Regions from separate parts of the Ovis aries genome. Here region 2 is linked to region 1. Evidence: chromatin contacts called from public Hi-C data. All regions are on one chromosome and are shown on one strand. The core of a region is the stretch at or near the end of the contact, and the rest is flanking DNA. Distances in the headings are between cores, read along the strand shown.

The links. A called contact is a pair of places that touch in the nucleus more often than the background predicts.
Region 2: a contact with region 1 is called in a Hi-C map of tail adipose tissue, with 2.6 times the contacts expected there. The contact joins the promoter of MOK here to the promoter of DYNC1H1 in region 1. A contact is called at or near these places in 6 of 16 Hi-C or Micro-C datasets (hypothalamus, liver, mesenteric adipose tissue and 3 more).

The regions. Positions count from the first base shown.
Region 1 is chr18:64,477,427-64,484,935 of ARS-UI_Ramb_v3.0, forward strand. DYNC1H1 (dynein cytoplasmic 1 heavy chain 1) reads left to right here and starts at 6,198. Exons shown (of 78, transcript XM_027957415.2): 1 at 6,198-6,579. The coding sequence starts at 6,327. It overlaps LOC121817135 (a long non-coding RNA gene), which reads right to left and starts at 5,995. Exons shown (of 3, transcript XR_009597298.1): 1 at 5,935-5,995; 2 at 1-4,931.
Region 2 is chr18:64,725,490-64,732,854 of ARS-UI_Ramb_v3.0, forward strand. MOK (MOK protein kinase) reads right to left here and starts at 3,799. Exons shown (of 12, transcript XM_042235520.1): 1 at 3,613-3,799. The coding sequence starts at 3,619. It also overlaps the pseudogene LOC101120699 and the pseudogene LOC101120956.

The sequences.
Region 1 (7,509 bases), core at 4,948-7,447:
TTTTGAGGTAGGATGGCACGAGGTGTGTCGTTCTCCAGCCATAAAACAATTGATATGAATACTGGTTTGTTGAGCTATTGTTAGCCCAAGGTTTGAGAAAAGGAAAAAAGTTAGTCCTAGGTGGAAACATTTTGAAGAAAGGCAAACTTTAAAGCAAATACATAGTTTCATTAACATAGCTTAAGAAAAATATTTCCATAAGAAGAAGACATTTGGTTAGCTCAAGGTTTGAGAAAAAGTTCAGGTGGGACCAGGTGTCGTCATAGCAACAGAGAATTTTAAGAGACACTTTTTAAGAGACACAATTTAAGAGGCAGCCTATTTCCAGGAGACCCTGGCCTTCCTGCCTGTTACGCTCTCAGTAATAGCTGCTGAGTCATACTTTTTAAAAATCTTCTGTTTTTTTTTTGGAATAACCTTGTAATTCACCAGGAAGGAACAGAAGTACTCTTTCCTCAGGCCTCGAAGACTCCCTCCTCACTCATGGTGAGCAAAATGCAGTTCCAGGCGCTGGCCTGCCCTGTGTTTCAGCATTGACCAAAGCAAGCCCTGCACTGCGTGGAATCTCATTCTAGCTGGGGGTGCAGACCCTGAGCAAGAATTGCAAGTATATCTCATATAGAGAAGCATGCTCCAAAGGAAAATGGAGCAATTAATAAAGGGGCGAGCAGTGGGGGTGTTATTTTGAAGGCTCCTCTAAAGGGTCCCACTTTAGTGGAGGTCTGGTGAAGAGAAGGAGCGAACCCTTTAGGATCCTGGAGGAATATTTTTTATTTCTTAAAAAAGTTTAATTGAAATATAGTTGATTTACACTGCTGTTAGTATCAGGTATACAGCAAAGTGATTCAGTTATAAGGGCATCAAGCCAGTCAACCCTACAGGAAATCAATCCCGAATATCCATTGGAAGGGCTGATGCTGAAGTTGAAGCTCCAATACTTTGGCCACCTGATGCAAAGAACTGACTCACTGGAAAAAACCCTGATTCTATTAAAGATTGAAGGCAGGAGGAGAAGGGGACGACAGAGGATGAGATGGTTGGATGGCATCACCAACTCGACGGACATGAGTTTGAACAAGCTCCGGGAGATGGTGATGGACAGGGAAGCTTGGCGTGCTGTAGTCCATGGGATCACAAAGAGTCAGACACAGCTGAGGGACTGAACTGAACTGAACTGAAAGGATGGAAAAGAGCTCACACTGACACTGATCCAGAGAAAGACGAGAGAACATGTTGACATCAGAAAAAAGTACATTTCAGAGCAAATAATTCCACTAGGAATAGGAGAGGCATTTCATAGTGTTCAAGGAATCAATTCACGAAAAGGTCACAACCATGTGAAATGTTTGTGTGTCTAATAACAGAGCTGCAACAGACAGGAATCAAAACCAGACTGAGCTGTGTGGAGAAAGACAATTGCAGTTATACGCTGAAAGTTCAATACATCTCTCAATAGAAAGAGCAGCACAGATATAAAGTCTTAACACTTCAGCCAAGCTGGATGGATAGGCATTTTCTGGAACACTCCATGTGACAACAGCAGGTGTGACTCCTAAGGTGGGGGGTCACCGTGCACAGAGGTACTAAGTGTCACAGGACATCCCAAGGTGGGGGGTCACCGCGCACAGAGGTTCTGAGTGTCACAGGGCTCAGGGGTGTTAGCAGGACACACAAGACCCACTGTGTGCACAGCACCCAAGGGTCAAGAAAGAGGAGGACCCAGAAGGGGTCAGTGGATTTGCCCACGTGCAGGCCATCTGGTGGCCTTCACCACGGCACCTGCCAGGGAGTGGGGTGGGGAGCTGGCCAAGAGGCAGCCCCCAGCTACGCTCCTTTGCAAGCAGTTTTGCTGAAAAGCATGAGCCGTGTTGGCAGGAGGTGTGGCAGGGGTGTCTCTTCTTTCTTTCCAAAGAAAGGGTGAGTTGGAGAAGGCTGGACACGGTTGAGAAGAGTCCAGGACGGAGAGAGGAATATTTGAGGGCGGGGAGAATTTCAGAGGCATGTCCAGGAGAAGGAGTGTGGGCTCCAGCGCCCCCAGGGAGCGGTTGCCTTGGCTGGGAACACAGACGTCCTCAAGTAAGAGAAGGGGCTGAGTCCCTCCAGAGAGGAACCGCCAGGGCGGCGGGAGGCGTCTCAGAGGACCTGGGGCTCAGCAGAGATTGAATTGCCTGCTTTAGAGGCAAATTTCCCCAACTTTACCAATGGGCGGTGGGATGCCAGCGGGACCACGGGCGGGCATTCCCGCTGGTCAGTGCCGTTGCTCGCTTGGCGGCTCTGGATCGGTCGCCCGGGTGGCCGTGGGAAGGTGAGCCTGGAGGCATTCCCGGGATGGACCCGGCCAGCAGGCAGGGAGGAGGTCTCGGGCCGGAGATGGCTCCGGAGTGCGGGTCCTCCCCGTCACCGCTAAAGGGCGCCACGACACCGCCCTGCTCCTGCGAGGCACTCCCCCTTGGCGCCCCAACCTCGCCAGGAGCCCAGGGAGCTTCCAGCCTCGCCCCAGGCTCGCTAGAGAGAAAAGGCGCCGAGACAGTAAAGGGGGTGGAGGCTGGGACGAGCGTCATCAGAGAGAGTCCTGCAGCCCGGCGGAGCGACCGGTGGGTGGAGTCCCGCGCCGGCGCCGAGATGCCGCCGCCTCATCTCATGCAGCTGGGGAGGTTCCACACCTAACGTGCGCCCTGTGGACAGGCCGCCGCTGCCACCCAGCCCCGTTCCCCGGGCGTGAGGCCTTCGTTTCACAGCCATCAATCAACCACGCGCCCATGTGGGCCCAGGCCCTGCTGGCGCTGGGAACGGGCCGTGGAATGAATGAATGAATGAATGAATGAATGAATGTGCGAGCCCAGTGTGGAATTTCCCCGGGGGAGAGGAGGACCCCAGGCGCAGAGCCTGAAAGTGCTGGGCCAGCCGGGCTTGGGCTGAGAGCTCAGTGTGGTGCAGGGCCGGGGGAAGGAGGGGAAAGGAGAGTGGGGCTGAAAGCGAGTCCCCAACTCAGATCCGAGGAGCCATCCGGTGCAGTCCAAGAAGGCAGGGAATGGACATGCCAACAGTTCATCACCAATTTCAGATAAAACACAAGTGGCTCAGCAGCCACTCCCACCCCCCATCATCTTAGAAAGGATTCTCTCACCAGCACCCACAGCCCACTGCCAACAGAATGCAGATTCGACTATGGACAGGAGAAAGCGGAGATGGCAAACCAAGTAGGCCAGGGGAGAAGGGGAGAGCCCACTTCTGGACGGAGGGCGCACCTCCACGAAGAGTCAGCTTCCCAGGAAGTCCTGCGCTAGGAAGCCAAGGCAGCATCTCACAAAAATATCCCCTCCCCTGTCAGCCTGGGGCAGTCTAGCCAGCCCTCAGAACAAGGAATTTACAGTGCCTGGCACTCAATCAACACTGACAATTCTTCTTACTATATATTTATTAAACAGCAAAAAAAGTGGAAGTCGTGACCGACTCTTTTCGACCCCATGGACTATACAGTCAGTCCATGGAATTCTCCAGGGAGAATACTGGAGTGGGTAGCGGTTCCCTTCTCCAGCGGACCTTCCTAACCCAGATCGAACCCAGGTCTCCCGCATTGCAGGCGGATTCTTTACCAACTGAACTATCAGGGAAATATCCTTGGAAAATAGAAATGCAAGCACATTTGATCAATGTACGGACCCTGATTACTCAGGTTCCTCTGATTCTCATCCTTTTAGAAGTAACACTTAATTTTGAAGCCATCAGACATACAGGGCTGCACATCTGGAGCCTGCCCCTCTGTTGCCCTGGCTCGGAGCCAAGCTGCAGACATTTGAGTCCCGTGGAGGCCCAAGTGGCTGCGTCTCCTGGGTGGTGCTGACTCACCCTGCAGGCTGCAAGCAGCCTCTCTCCATCTGCCAGGTCACTGCTGGGTTTCTGGTGCTCAAATGGTGTGTAGTCAATTCAGGGTTCACTAACCTGAACCTAATAGATCCTCTTCCATCCCAGTTCCTACCCCAAAGGACACAAGGCAGGGAGCAACCCTCGGCAGAGTGCCTGCTAATGATGCAGTCAGTGATAGTTGTCGGTGGCATTACTGTTTTTCGTTACTGTTGTGATCGTGGCACAAACTCACTATAGGTGCTTTATCTTTTCCCAGGAACATTAATTATGTCTGTTCAGGCATATGATACAAGAGTGGACTGGTGTGAAATAAGACAGACAGAGGACCAATATTATATGATAGCACTTCTGTGGAATCTAAAAAACGATTATACAAATGAACTTATTTACGAAGCAGAAATAGACTCACCGACATAGAAAACAAATTTATGGTTACCAAAGGGAATAGCAGAGTGGGGTGAAAGTGTTAGTTGTTCGGTTGTATCCGACTCTTTGTGACCCCATGGACTGTAGCCCACCAGGCACCTCTGTCCATGGGATTTTCCAGGCAAGAATACTGGAGTGGGGTGCCATTCCCTTCTCCAGAGCATCTTCCAATTCTGGTATTGAACCTGGGTCTCCTGCCTTTACCGTCTGAGCCACCAGGGAAACCCTAGTGGGCTGGGGTAGGGGAGACAGATTAGGAGTTCGGAACTGACATGTACACATTACTATATATAAATCAGGCAAGCAACAAGGATCTACTGTATAGCACAGAGAACTACACTCAATATCCCGTAATAACCTATAATGGAAAAGAATTGGAAACAAAAAATACATATGTATACATATACATAGACACACACACATATGTCTGTATATATACCTTGCTATACACGTGAAGCTATTAATAACCCAACATTGTAAATCAACTATACTTCAATTTAAAAAATTCCACACACAAAATAGAATGGACTGATGGTGGTCAGGAGGAGGATGGGCTATTAATCTGTCCCCTTTTCCATGAGCCATTTAAAGAATCATCTGATAGTCTTCATGTTCCAGCAGCTCCTGGGACTTGGCACCTGGCAATTGAGCAAGAATAGGTATACTGTATGTTTCCCAGTTTTCCAAAGATGATTTGGGGAAATCGAATCAGCCCATCTTCATTCCACCAATCAGGACTTAGCTCTCTGACTGTGCATTTTGATACAAAAATAGGGCCTTTGACTTCCCTTCCTCCACCCAACTTAAAAAGTGAGTTATGAGTTTGAACTTTCAAAAGCCAATTAACACTCCGTATAATAACTGTCACCTCTAAACCAAGAACTGAGCAGCATGGATTCTGGCCCTTAAGTCATCTCGGTATACCAAAGGAGGTCCAGGTAGCTGGGAGCCGGGGGCAGACGAACTGAGCAGGCACTGCAGCCCCTATCCTACCTTGTGTGGCTCCCGAGGCTAAGACCCTCGGAAGGACAGTGCCAGCTCGGGATGCTAGGGGAGCATCACCGTTCTACGCGGAGGCTCTCGCGTAGATCTCTCTCTTGGTCCTCGGGGCCTCCTGGGGGTAATCATATTCCCTTTAGCAACCCGGACACACAGCTTGGCTTCACCCCACCGTTCAGGTGTCACCTCCTGTGGCTTTCCTGTAGATCTCTCCTGCAGTCAGGCCTCTGTCTTTGCAGAAGCTGGTAGGTACTTGGACTGGGAATGTCCCCTCCCGAACTCCCTCCTTCTGGCCTAGCAATGTGACACTCCCCTCTTCTCCTCCCCCTCTGAAAAAGATCCCCTCTCCCGCTATGTGTGTTCTAAAACACAGAAAGCTATGTTTTAGCTCGACACATCGTAGTCATTCATTCTTTCAAAGAAAGAGCACAGGTTAAGGGCTTAGAACAACATCAAGCAAGAGATAAGTGCTCTAAACGCGTTAACTGGTTAACACCATTCATTTATGCACTCATTCATTCATTCATTCATTCAACATTGTTGTAGGGTCTCAGACTCTGTGCTGCTCGCTGAGGCCGCAGCAGTGAACAAGGTAGAACGGAGTCCCTGACCACCCCGCCCCGCGCCCCACTTAGTTCCCACCTTCAGGGCTCGAGGCTCGGGGACGGCCGGGGCTCCGCCCAGCGCTGGAACTACGAGTCCCAGAAGGCCGCGCGGTGGCGCCGCCGAGGTTGCCTGCGCGCGTGCGCGACGCCATGACCTAGGCGCCGCGCGAGGCGCCAGTGGCTGCGGCGGGCAGGCGCGCGACGCCGTGACGTAGGCGGCGCACGAGGCGTGGCCGCGGCGGGCGGGGCGGGGACGGCGGGCGGTGGCCTTTAGGGCGGAGCCGGCTCCCGCTCTCCCTCAGTCGGCCGCGGGTAGCGGACGATCGGCCGGCGGCGCCCGTTTCTCTCGCGCGCCGGCTCGCTAGCTCGCTCTCTCGCCGAGTCGCGGCCGCCTCCTCAGCGCTGCGCGCGGGTCCCGAGCGCGGCGCCATGTCGGAGCCCGGGGGCGGCGGCGAGGACGGCTCGGCCGGCCTGGAGGTGTCGGCGGTGCAGAACGTGGCCGACGTGTCGGTGCTGCAGAAGCACCTGCGCAAGCTGGTGCCGCTGCTGCTGGAGGACGGCGGCGAGGCCCCGGCCGCGCTCGAGGCGGCGCTGGAGGAGAAGAGCGCCCTGGAGCAGATGCGCAAGTTCCTCTCGGATCCGCAGGTGCACACGGTCCTGGTGGAGCGCTCCACGCTCAAAGGTGCGGGCCCGCAGCCGCCGGGGGCGCACCCCCGGGGACGGAGACCCGCGGGGACAATGGGCTCGCTTTGTCTGCTCGGCCTCTCAAGATGGCCGAGTTGGGTGGAGACGGCGTCTCCCGGGCTGAGCGCGGGCGGAGGCCGCATCCCGGCCTCCGCTGTCACATGAGCTCTTCGGTTTCGGTTTGTGTCCAGGCCGGGCCGGCCTCGGGAGGGATCCCGGCAGGCCGGCCTGGATTGTGGCCCCTTTGGTCGCCAGGATGTAGGGGGAGGGCCCGGCGGACCCCCGCTCCACGTACGGAGGCCCGGGCAGGGACCGTGGCAGCTTCGCTTGCCCCGCGGGGCTTCCTGTGTGCTGGGTTGGACAGCGCACGCAGCTCGGCCTCTTGGACCTCCTGCTGTCCCCTGCCGAGGCGAGGTGCATCTCCCCCCACTTCATAGTCGAGAAAACTTGAAGCCCAGCTGAAACGACTGGTCCAAGGTCACACCAGCTAATCCTCCCGAGACTGGACCCAGCATCTCAAGTTTCCAGTCCGCTTGTTTTCATTCAGACATACCTTGTATTTGTAGAATGCTCCCTGGTGGCTCAGACGGTAAAGCGTCTTCCTGCAATGCGGGAGACCCGGGTTCAATCCCTGGATGGGGACGATCCTCTGGAGAAGGGAATCGCAACCCACTCCAGTATTCTTGCCTGGGAAAACCCATGGACAGAGGAGTCTGGCAGGTTACAGTCCATAGGGCCACAAAGAGTCGGATACGACTAAGTGACTTCACTTTCTTTTAAGATGATCCTAAGGATGACCCGTTGGTCTTTGAATCTATTGGGTTGGTCAGAAACTTCCTTCGGATTTTTCCCTAACATCTTATGGATGTTGGGCACGTTTGACCATCTTCAAAGGAGAGGATTCGGGTTAGGCACCGTGCTTGCTTTG
Region 2 (7,365 bases), core at 2,549-5,048, 250 kb after region 1:
TGCTCAGGGACGAAGACTGGGCGGATTGAGGATATCACCCCCATCCCCTCCGACAGCACCTGCAGGAAGGGGGATCGCTGTGGTCCCCATCAGTGAACAGATCTCCTCAAATTATTGCTTTCTGTTAATAAATTGTTTTGATGTAAAAAAAAAAAAAAGTTCAGCAAGGCAACAGGATACAAGATTAACATACAGAAATTGGTTGCATTTCTTTACACTAACAACGAAATCCCAGAAAAGGAATATAAACAATAATCCCTTTTAAATCACATCAAAAATAATAAAAACAAATCCTACCAAGAAAGTGGAAGGCTTATATGCTGAGGAGTATAAACATTGATAGGACTTCCCTGGTGGCCAGTGGCTGGGAACTGCCTCCCAGTGCAACAGACACAGGTTTGATTCCTGGTCTGGAAAGGTCCCACTTGCCTTGGAGTGACTAAGCCCACGACCCTAGAGTCCCTGCCCAGCAACAAGAGAAGATACTGCAATGGGAAGCCCGGAACTGCACCTAGAGAGCAGCCACCACGCGCCGACTAGAGAAAGACTGCGAGGGCACAGCGACGGAAACCCAGCACAGACAAAACAAACAGACAAGTGTTTAGAAGTCTAAATCACATAGCTACCTGAAAAAGGCAGAGAGAACACGGAAGATAAGTTGTTCACATTCAGATTCCATTCATTTCCACCAAACCAAGGCCTGCTTAAGTGGAATTTGAGCCTTAAGGCATGAAAATGGAGTTCAAATTCACTTTTTGTGCAATTCTAAAACTGTCACACCCAAATCCAACTATCTGTATTAACACTGCTTCTAAAGATCTTAATCAAGGCAGGTGATAAGTATCAGAACTACGTTGTCTTAGTCGTTCAGTCGTGGCCAACTCTTGCGACCCTATGGACTATACTCCACCAGGGTTCTCATCCACAGGATTTTCCAAACAAGAATTCTGGACTGGGCTGCCATATCCTTCTCCAGTCAGAACTAAGGGGCAAGTTAATTACTAAGTGTAACTCTCAACTAGAGTTTAAAAGAGGATTCAGCTTCTAATTCCTACTCTCTTTGAGAGAGAAAGTACTTCAAACCAAATCACTAAAAACAAGGTCAAGATCCTTCAATAAAGAAGGCTGTACCAAACTAATTAGTTCATGCACTGTGGGAAAAATGGTGACCTGAATTACTAAACATCATGAAAATACAAAAAGATGTAAAATTATTCATAAACTCATAAAAATGATCATTTTGTAATGTGTAGAAACACTATAACTACGCTGTGCAGCTGGGACTAGCAGTGTTGTGGGTCAATTATACTTGAAAAAATACAAAATTTTAAAATTTAAAGTGCACCCTTTGGGACTTCCCTCATGGCCCAGTGGCTAAGACTCCGAGCTCCCAATGCAGGGACCCTGGGTTCGATCCCTGCTCAGGGAACCAGATCCCATGTGCCACAACTAAGACTCCACACTGAAGATCCCGCATGCTGCAGCTAAGACCCAGTGCAGGCAAATAAATAAACAAACAGTTTTTAAAAAACAAAAGTTTAAAAGATACAAATCATAAAATGCAAATGTTAACATATAGATCGTGTGTGTGTACTATGTGTGTGTGTGTGTATATATATATGTACATATATGCTAACATTTGTGATTTTTGACTGGGATCCTGGAAAAAATAAAAACACCTATCGTGGATATTACTGGGATAACTGGGGAAATGTGAGCTGTAGACTGCATATTACATGACAGTATTGTATCAGCATGCTCTTTACTGTGATTATGTAGGAGAATGTTCTTGTTCTTAGCAGATACTTGCTGAATTACTAATGGTGAAATGTAATGATGTCTACAGCTAACTCTCAAAAGGTTTAGTAAAAATAAATACATAACGGAGAGAGACAGAAAATGCCAGAGCACGGTGAGACAGTACACAAACACAAGGCAAGTGGAGCATCTAGGTGGAGGGTGCACGGATATTCAGTGTACTCTTCTTGCAACTTTTCTGTAGATTCAAAATTTTTCAAAATGAATAGCTGGGAAGGAAAAAAAAAGAATACAGTAAAAAATAATGTGTATATAAGTCCACACTATACATAAAAATGCAAAGCCTTTGGTAGACCTTGTATTCTAACTATTGCTTTGGGTGCATTACTGAAAAAGATAATCATGTAAACAATATCTAAGAACCTCTTGGACTTCGCTGGTGGTACAGTGGGTAAGAATCCTCCTGTCGATGTAGAGGACACAGGTTCAATCCCTGGTCAGGGAATATTTCACTTGCCTGGGAGCAACTACAGCCTGTGAGCCGCAGTTACTGAGCCCGAGTGCTCCAACTCTTGAAGCTTGTGCACCAGAACCTGTGCTCAGAAAAAAGAGAAGCCACCACAGTAAGCCCAGGCACCACAACAAAGAGTGGGCCCCACAGGATATAACTAGAGAAAGCCTGCCTGAAGCCATGAAGACCCAGTGTAGGGAAAACTTAATTATATGAAGAAAATAAGAATGTCTTGGCAAGGATGAATGAGATGAATTGTTTTAAACATTTTTGTTACACAATTTATGCCATATACCAATTGCCAATTGACAATCAGGATACAATGCAAATTTAACATCATAACTACACCCAACATAATTTAATCTTTTCACAGCAAAACAGGTTGGAATTTTTCTGGACCTCAGGTTCACAGCATAAATGACAAGTATATCTGTACAGTAATGTAAAAATAAAAAAGCAGCCCATTCTAGTTGATTACGCTTGGATTGTTCATAATCCACAAATTGAAGCACAGATAAATATGGTACCCCTCACATTTTCAAGGATGACTATCTCATTTCATAACTTCCCAGCAACGCTCTGTTACTGAAAGGCTCTTCCAAAATTTCTGTAAAGAAGTTCTGACAAAAGCAGTACTGCTGCTGCTGCTAAGTCGCTTCAGTCGTGTCCGACTCTGTGCGACTCCATAGACGACAGCCCACCAGGCTCCGCCGTCCCTGCGATTCTCCAGGCAAGAACACTGGAGTGGGTTGCCATTTCCTTCTCCAATGCATGAAAGTGAAAAGTGAAAGTGAAGTCGCTCAGTCGTGTCCGACTCCTAGCGACCCCATGGACTGCAGCCCACCAGGCTCCTCCATCCATGGGATTTGCCAGGCAAAAGTACTGGAGTGGGATGCCATTGCCTTCTCCGAAAGCAGTACTACCTGACCCCAAAATAATAATAAAGTAAAATACACAGCCCAGCTTTCCTCTCAACTGCCTACTAATCCAATGACAATAAAAGGTAGGAAGCCACACTGTAACCGCTCACTACATTACTGCCAAATGTTTTCAACCCACCATTTAAAAGAATGAAAAACTCCCCAAACTCTAATGTAACCTCGCACCAAAATAAACCGCAGCTGGACTCGGGTCGACGTTCTGAGACCCCTCACAGCCCGACCAGCCCTGAACCCCTCGGGCTGCCCCCTCCGGCTGCCCCCGGGGACGCGGGTCCCCGACAGCCCACCGAGATTTGGGGTCCCCACACTGCCCACCTCCCACGCCCACCGAGGGCCTCGCGAAGCCGGCCCCCACCCGCCGCCACTCGCCCTCTGGTCCCGCCCCTCGCGGCTCCACTCAACTCTTCATCCTGGATGCGGAAGCCGGCGACAACCCGTTGCGGATACTGGACGGAGAAGAAAGGGATAGAAAGTGTGGGCCCTGGCTTCCACTCCTTAGAGCCAGGGTCCCGAACTAGGACCTCCGTGGTGGTCCCTAAACGGAGAGCGTTAGGATCCAGCCGCCATGTTGTATCCCTGTCACCCTAGCAACCGTCAGGTCCACTACCACTCCGAGGCCGGAGACCGCGCGTGCGCAAAACGACCTATCGGCGCCCTCTGGTCCTACATGTACGCGTGCGCAGTATGGCCCGCCTCCTCCCTCTAGTTGCTAAGCAACCCTCCTCGCAGCCTTAAGCTGGTCCCGGTTTTTGAGTGTAGGCGGCTTTCTCTGGGATCGCTCTCCCCAGCAGTCCTGAGAATTTAGTGATTCGGGACCTAATGCCTGGACGAAAGCCTTGAGATTTAACTGGGCTGAGACACACTAAATAATTGTCAATTGATACCTTTTCTTTGCAGTCCCATGTTACAATTGAATATCCATTGACTGTAGATAATATAGTCCTGTGATTCAAGATTCAAAAATATCAAAAACAGAACAGAGTGGAAATCCTCCTTCCCACTGTTCTGTCCCCAGTTCCTCTCCGCATAAAGTAGGTAACTCATAAGAGATCTTTTATTTTTTTTCCCTCTTTCTTACACCAGTGGTAGTCTCGTATAGACTGCTTTGTATTTTGCATTTTTTACTTGATACTTTAACTTGGATGCTTTCCCCTAACAGGACCCAAAGAGCTTCATTATTTTATTTAATGGCTCTTCTAGTTCATGGTTGTCTGTGTGCACGCTCAGTCGTGCCCGACTCTTTGCGACCCCATGGACTGTAACCCACCAGGCTCCTCTGTCCATGGGATTCTCCAGGCAAGAATACTGAAATGGGTTGCCATTTCTTCCTCTCGAGGACCTTCCTGACCCAGGGATCTAACTCTCACCTCCTTTGACTCCTCGATTGACAAGCGGATTCTTTTACCCCTGAGCCACCTGGGCAGTTCCACTTCATGGTTGCACCATCTCTTGTTTAACTGGTTCCCTGCTGGACATCTCAGTTGTTTCTAATAAGCTGATCTTTCACACACTGCTGCAGTGACCAGCCCTGAACATACATCATGTTCCATACGTTCATGTATACCCGTAGGAGAAATTCTTCAAGTGGAGCTGCTGAGTCAAAAAGTTGTTGCTGTTGTTGTTCAGTTGCTAGGTAGTGTCTGACCCTTTGCAACCCCATGGACTGCAGCATGCCAAGCTTCCCTGTCCTTCACTGTCTCCTGGAGTTTGCTCAGATTCATGTCCCTTGAGTTGGTAATACTATCTAACCATCTCATCCTCTGCCTCCCTCTTCTCCTTTGCCTTCAGTCTTTCCCAGCATTAGGAGCTTTTCCAGTGAGTCACCTTTTCGAATCAGAAGGCCAAAGTATTGGCACTTCAGCTTCAGCATGTCTTTTTGATAAATATTCAGGGTTGATTTCCTTTAGGATTGATTGGTTTGATAACCTTGCAGTCCAAGGGACTCTCAAGAGTCTTCTCCAGCACCACAACCTGAAGGCATCAAAAGGTATCTACTTCGTTTTGGTTTTTTTTTTTACTTCACTTTAAAAATTTGAGTCAAAATTCACATAACATAGAATCAATCATTTTAAAATATGACATTCAGTACATTCATGAAGTTGTGGAACTTTATCTAGCTCCAAAACATTTTCATTGCCCCAGAAGGAAACTCCAAACCCATAAATCAGTCTCAAAAACATGATACTAAGTGAAATAAGCCAGACATGAAAGGCCACCTGTTGTATGATTCCGTTTACAGAGTAATTCCAGACTGGACAAATCCATGGAGACAGAATGTAGATACAGGCTTCCAGGGACTGTGGGAATGAGAGTGACTGCTAACAGGTAAGGGATTTCTTTTTGTGGTGTTGACAGCATTCTGGAATTAGATAGTGGTGATGGTTGCACAACTTTGTAAGTCTAGTAAAAATCGCTGAATTGTATGTATTAAATGGTTAGAATGGTCCGTTATGTGAATTTTATCAAGTAAATTGAAAAAAAAACAGGGTGATTATTGCTGGTATTGTTTTTTTTTTTAATCAAAAGAGCTTTTATTTCATCTTTAAAATATCACAAATGAGTCCAAAGAATCATCTGGCATCTTGTGGTTTCTATAGCCGGACCACCCAGAGCTTATTCATCAGCCTGCTGAACTGTTCCTTTTTCAGAAACATAGATACCATCCAAAAATTTTCCGATATCCTTGTGGCTTGCTGAATCTGACACAAGTTCCATGTGGTTTCCTTCAAGACTCGACTCATCTTCCTGGGCTTGAGGTACTGTATAAACAATGTCTGGCCTCTTCTGAACCCTGTGGATGTATTTTCCACCCCCGAAATTTTCAGATTTCAGCAAAAGAACCATTCTCCTGAATAGCAACATCGATGGGGAAGTGAGCACACACAGACCTCATCTTGTAACAGAGGCCCAGCGTGACACTTTTGATCATGTTCTGTACACGACTACAGATCGTGCAAACAGTAACCAGTTCCTTTTTATTTCCCCACCATTTGTCAACTTGGAGCCTCTTTTTTTCTTTCCAAGGAGACTGAATGCTACATTGACGTGATCAAAGTCCCTCCACTGAGCCTCTGGGGCCCTTCACTGTGCGTCCCTTCCGAGTAAGCGCAGAGTCATGACTTAGCCGCTGAGCGCTGCTGCTACTAGCTCAGAGTCATGTCGACGTTTCTGGAGCGCCGGCAGTCCAATTGCTGAGAATGGTCTACATGCTCGCAGTGGATGAGGTGTGGGTATTACTGTGGGTGGTCCTGTCCTTGTTGGCTCTGAAAAGTCACATCTAATCTCTCCAGATCACTGGAATTGATTTCTCTCTTCTTTCTTCTTGTGGTCTTTCCCCTTACATGGGGACTTGTATTTAAGTCACATTGATCTCTCTTTCTTTCTCACATTGTCTTTTTCATATTCCTTTCTTCTACCAAGGTAGGTTCTAAGCTTCTTAGCCCACCCACCTGTCTTATCTCTTCTGCAGGCGGAAGGACTTTCTGGGTAGTCACTGAATACCTGTTAAACGGTGAACCGGTGAATGCATTTTATGTCATCATCTGGATCTTCTATTCACCACTGTGGACAATTAGTAGTGAAATCCTGAAGAAGCCCAGGGGGGTCCTGATCCTGAGGAAGGGTCACAGCAAGGCATCCCCTGTAGGCAGACACAGCCTTGGTGCTCCTCCCCAGGTGAGCAGGGGCTATTGGACTTCAGCCCTCCAGGCCACGAACACCAGCACCCTGGTCTGCAACCTGCACTTCGAACTTGGAGGCCTTGGGAGAGGAGAGTGGAAGGGCCTTCGGAGTGGAAGATCAAAGGAAACAAACAGGGACCTTAGCAGGAAGGCAGAAAGGGAACTGTGTGAGATTTTGCCTAGAGCGGAGGTTCTCAATCTTTAACCTGCGCTGAACTCACCTGCCTTCAGGTGATTCTGGACTCTGCAGGGCCCCAACCACAGACTGCCTGAGTTTGTCATTCTGGGGTGGCATTTGAAAATTCATGTCTTGGGACTTCCCTGGTGATCCAGTGGCTAAAACTCTGCGCTCCCAATGTGGGGGGCACACAGGTTCCATTCCTGGGCAGAGAACTAGATCCCACCAGACTCAACTTGAAGACCCAGTGCAGCCAAATAAATAAGTATGATAAATATTAAAAAGAAAGAAAATGTG